Linked DNA regions of Mus musculus: region 1 is linked to region 2. The links are chromatin contacts, called in public Hi-C maps. All regions are on one chromosome and are shown on one strand. The core of a region is the stretch at or near the end of the contact, and the rest is flanking DNA. Distances in the headings are between cores, read along the strand shown.

The links. A called contact is a pair of places that touch in the nucleus more often than the background predicts.
Region 1: a contact with region 2 is called in a Hi-C map of cerebral cortex, with 2.3 times the contacts expected there. The contact joins two enhancer-like sites. A contact is called at or near these places in 12 of 484 Hi-C or Micro-C datasets (astrocytes, brain, cerebral cortex and 6 more), 1 of 115 datasets of contacts at active chromatin or transcription factors (stem cell-derived neural progenitor cells) and 1 of 9 other capture datasets (embryonic stem cells).

Annotation. Positions count from the first base shown.
Region 1 is chr5:125,798,963-125,801,662 of GRCm38.p6, reverse strand. No RefSeq gene overlaps it. Among named protein-coding and RNA genes, the nearest start is that of Gm51294, 19 kb to the right of the region's middle. Within about 2 kb of position 1,387, at least 8 of the 459 cell types and tissues checked have an H3K27ac peak or open chromatin away from gene starts, as enhancers often do. A contact at or near this core is called in cerebral cortex, where this site is marked.
Region 2 is chr5:125,704,181-125,706,880 of GRCm38.p6, reverse strand. All of the region lies in intron 4 of Tmem132b (transmembrane protein 132B), which reads right to left. Among named protein-coding and RNA genes, the nearest start is that of Gm32811, 58 kb to the left of the region's middle. Within about 2 kb of position 1,345, at least 41 of the 459 cell types and tissues checked have an H3K27ac peak or open chromatin away from gene starts, as enhancers often do. A contact at or near this core is called in cerebral cortex, where this site is marked.

The sequences.
Region 1 (2,700 bases), core at 138-2,637, 95 kb before region 2:
ACATCTGTCTCTAATACTCACCAACACAGCTATAGTCTTCATAAACCCCATGAAGATTCCCAATGTGAGGGCACACAGCCATTCACTGTACACACACACACACACACACACACACACACACACACACACACACAATCTCATCTCATGCAAAGCCCCCTCAGAAGAGACAGCACACAGCCCAGGCTCAGAGCCACATGGTGGATGGCAGTCAGCATGAGCATTTGGACACTGTGTCCATAGAGACTCAGAGGCAACACATCAGAGGACACCTGCACACCACGCTTACTGCAGCACCATTCTCAGCAGCCAAGATGTGGAATCACCCTGAGCATCCATCGATAGACCATCGAATAAGTAAGACCTGGCACACATACACAGTGGAATTTTATTCGGCCATAGAAAGGATGGAATTATGTCATTTGTATGAAAACGGATACAACTGGAGACCACTGCATTAAGCAAAATCAGCCAGACATGGAGAAGAAAATACTGTATTTTAGACTCATTTGTGGGCCCTATACTTCTTTACAGAATTTTCATGGATTCTTAACAGATCCAAAAATAAATAAATAACTACATCCATGTGCCATGAAGGCAGACAAAGACCTGGAGAAGGAAGGAGACGAAGCAGGGGAAGCACATGGGATGTTTAAAGGAAGTTGTCCTTATGCAACCCAGCTCTGTGGATGTGTAGACACACTGATGAGGCTCAGGACCACTGCCTTCATCCCAAACTGCACCAAGACCCATGTTCCCCAGGCCTGGGGTAGCTAAGGCCTTTGCAATTTAAATTCCTTTGCAATTTAAAAACATTTGCTCAGTTAAATATGAGCGTGTGACATACACTACAGAAGCCAAGGAGATGGCTCGACAGTTAAAGCACTTTCCATGGAAGCACAAAGACCAAGGTACAACCCTGCCCCCAGAAACCCACATAAATGAAGGGAGGGGGTAAAAGGAGGGGGTGTGGAGGCTGCCTATAATTAAAGCCTGGGAAGGCAGAGTTAGGGAATCCAGAGAGCAAAGTGGCAAGCAGAACGCGTTATATCGATGAGCTCTGGGTTTGACTGAAAGACCTTGCTGCAAAGAATCTGATGGGAAAGCAATGAAAATCCATGACATCATGTCACACATACACACATGCCTGCACAACACACGTTCAAACATACTAGTACACACACACACATATATATCACAGAGAGACCAAATCCAGGGCCTTGTGCAGCTAAACCCTCTTCCAGGAGCCCTATTGAGAACTCACTGAGCTACAAAAGAGCCAGTGGCCCTCTCAAGTTGGAGGGACATGACTGTGCCCAGGTCAGGGGCGGATGCAGCTCCCACAGGTGTGGGCTCATAGAGACATCTTCCCTCGGACTGGCGCTAGAGGGCGCACGTGGCCCGGAGCCCCTCCGTGCATTCTTCAATCTCCAAAGATCCAGGCAGGGGTCTCTCCACCCCTCCTCTTGCCCTAAACCCGGAAGGTGGGAACTGAGCCTGGAACAGCCTGGCAACTGTCAGGGTGAAGGGACTCTGCCTGCTCCCTCGCCCGCCACCCCAGAGCTGGTGGGAGGAACTGGAGGAAGGTTTTCCTTGTGCACCCTAGAAGAGACCTCAACTCTTATCGAAAAAGTTTTTCTCTGTGCACAGTGGAAGAGAAGTCAAGTCTTAGAGATCCTAAGCTTTTGCTTTGCTTTTGCTTTGGGAACAATGGCTGGGAGGGGGGGAGGGGGGGCGGGGGGGGAGGATTTGCAGCAGCATCTCTGAGGAGGTCTTAAGAGTCAGATACTGAAGGTGGATCTCTGCCCTGCCCTTTGCCGCGTGGGCTGGAACAAAGACATCTCCGAACGTCAGTTCCTTCTGGCTCTGAGATGGGATGAGTACCTCATTGTAGGCTTGGGGCAAAGATCTTATACTATCCTGCACCTGCAGGTGGCTCAGAGAGCACCTGTAGAGTCAGGAGCCCAGCTCCAGTGTGGATTTTCTGCTAAGGAAAAGAAATGCTTACTTTTCATTGATCCACATAATGGCTTTGTGTGGCTAATCAGCCTGAACGCCATCCTATTGTTTGTCTGCAGTTAGATCTAACTGTTGATCTAATTACCCAGGTCTAGAATTAGACTCTCACCCTGAGCCGGGAGAACTGCTCGAGCAATCTACTCCTTCTAATGGAAACCCTTCTGAGACTGAGAGAGTTCTCCCTGCCGCCTCAAAGTTGCCACAAGCGAAAATGGCAGGTAGCAAAGGAAACCTTATTTTTCCCCAAGCCCTAACTAATTACGGGATGTCATCACAGCCCGATTAGTATTTACCCAACAATGTGCTGATTCCTGATCCAGCCAAAAGCTTAACTGCCATTTAAATGGAGCACGATATTTAAATCTTAATTTCATTACCTGCTGGTAATAATCTTACAATTATAAATCCAAAGTATCACTCGGAATACATTTGCATACGTAAAAGAATCCGTCCTCATTGTTGCTCCATGGCTCCATGGTTTGACTTTTGAACCAGAACTGAGTATCCTTTTATGGAGAACAAGATTACGGAGTACATTCCTGCATCGAAGCCTGCTTGGTGTGGGAGAGAAACACAAGCGTACAATGAAAGGGTGGCTGGACAGGCAGAAATGCCACGTCCGACACCTGTGAGTCAAGAGCCACCTCTGTGTGGTTTAACGATGCCCACAGTCTCTGCTAACAA
Region 2 (2,700 bases), core at 96-2,595:
TAGAAGACAGACCTGCCTGCAGCTCATTTTAGGCACCAGCCACCAGCAGTGGGCATGGTCTCCTGCAGTGTCTCAGGCAGGCGTGGTTTAAGGAAAGAAGCATGCAGAATAGCTAAGACTTAGGATGTCATGGTTCCAGAAAGGTGAGTCAAAATAAACAATGTGAACTGCTGTTGTCTTGGTAGGCAGAGTGCAGCCCATACCATTATATGGTAAACAGAATGTATCCCATACCGCTGTGTGGCTGATTGCATATGCCATGGGAGCCTGTAAGACTTGGTGCCCAGAACCTCATTCCCTGCAGTCAGTGGTGGCATGCACTGGGCTGTAGCATATCTAAGCCCCAAGTTCAGAGCATGGGTGTTACAACCCTTGTCTCCTGTAGGTTGTTAAGTGACTCTAATGAGGTGACCGTCCAAAGCCACTGAAGTTGAAAGGATAAAATTTTTTTTCCTCCTTCAAAGATGCCTATGCCTTCATCTCAGGACATGCAGAAAGGATCATTGATGATGTGACTAAGTCAGGTTGCAGAGGTAAGGAATTGACCTCCTATCATTCAGGTGAAAAGGGTCTATACCTAAGGGAACGCTGGCAATGTGTGAGCTAGAAAGCACACCCTGGGTGAGGCTTTCTGCCTCCCCCAACTCCCACCACCACCCCATCACCCCCACCAAAAAAAAAAAAAAAAAAAAAAAAAAAAAAAAAAAAAAAACCTCCCAGAAAGCACTCAGCCCTGCCACAAGACCTTGATCTTATTATGTAAGGACCATTTCTGACTTCCAGAGCCTCGAGGTCAGTTCGTATTGTGAAAGCCACTCTACTGGAGGTCATTGGTTACAGCAGCAAGAGAAAACTGATAAAAAAAGAAGCCCCCTGAGCTGAGAGCCAATGTCAGCCAACCTATCCCACCTTCTTATGACCTCTCAGTCCCTAGCACTCTCCAGCTTCCCTCTGCATTGCAGCTGACTACTTAAATTGCCCTACTTAAGTTCTGCCTGAAGACATGTACCGTTCCCTCTGTCTGGAACGTTCTTCCTCCACAGGTTGTTATGGCTGCCTCTTTCATTTTCATCTAGTTCTCAGAGCAAGTGCTAAGGCCTTAGGAGGACTCCTTCCCCGTCCCTCCAGCACTGCTCAGCCTGTCCCCAGTCTCCGGCTTGCTCATCCAAGTCTCCTGGACACTCCTCACTTCTGAAATGAAGAGCTATCTGAATCTGTAAACTGTCAGGCTGAGGAGCCAGGACCCTGCCTGCCTTATTCATCACCATCCTCTGGGACAGTGCTTGGCACTGCCAGCACCCAAACGCCACTGGAAAGAAAGAGGCATTTGTGCCCAGGCCGTGTTGGAAGCGTTCAGCCAGCGTGACTGAAAGGGAGGCTGATTATCTCCTCGCAGCCTGTGCTCAGCCCGTGGTTCCAGTTGCCTAGAAACTCACTGAGTGTGTTCATTTTTTTTTCATTTCAACCTTTTTGAAAGATAATGTGTTTTTTATCTACATGTGCAGAGTTGGGGCTTTTTAGTTTTAAGGGCTGGAGTTGAATGGTGGGTTGCTGTCTTGAACTCCAAGCCACCCACAGGAACAAATCTCTATACTCAAAGCTCAGTAGCTGGACGGAAAACCCAAAAGGGGAACAGTGTGGAGGGGAAGGGGGAGCGTTCGCATTCAGGAAGGTTTAAAAGGAAGGGCAAGAAGAGAAATGGGCACATTTGTTAGCATCTCTGACCCATGAAGGAGGCAGAAAGCACTAATTACTACAGAAGGTGGTGTTAGCATCCAGGGCTGTGACCATCTCTGTGTGTGACGCCCCTGGGGGAGACTTCTATAGCTTGGGACCAACTGTGCTGATCTTCTAGATTTGAAGACATTAGACAGAATGGTCTCCAAGACCTACTGTATCCACCTCAAAATTCCCACCTGCTCCTGTTTCTCTCTATTTATCAGAAAGCAATCAATTCAGTGCACAGCGTATACTGTACAAGTGTTTGCTACATGGAGGTGAGCGAGTGAATGGATGGATCAATCAACTGACTGAGGGATATTGATGGATGGACCAATGGATGGATGGGCAGATGGATAAATGAATGGGCTGATGGAAAGATCAATAGATGGGTTGGCCTATAGTTGGATGGACAATGGATAATAGGTGGATGGATGGATCAACGGGCAGATTCATAAAGGAAATCAGATGAATCAATGGAGGGATGGATGATGGTTCAACGGAAGGAGAGCTGTATCAATCGGTGGATTTATGGAGAGATAAGTGGAGGATGATAGATCAGTGGATGAATGAACAGATGGATAGATGGGTGGGGGTGGGTCAATGGACAGATGGAAGGATATGGGGGTGGATGGATCTACAGATAAAATGATGACTGCATCTTTGGAGGAAGGAAGGAATCAATGGAGATGCAGATGGTCCATTGTAGGGATAAGTATATCATTCAACTGATGGATAGATAGAGGGGTGGGTGAATGGATGAATACGTGAATAGATGTATTAGAGGATGGATAAATAGGAGTGAGTGAATGGATGGATAGATGGATGGATGGACAGGTGGATGGATGAATGGACAGATAGGTGGATGGATGAATGAATGGAAAAAATGAATGAGTAAATTGTCACAGCCACTGCCCTTGGTAAAATCACTTCTTTGGACCATTGCACCAGCTCCACACTGGCTTCCCCACCTGAGGTCTC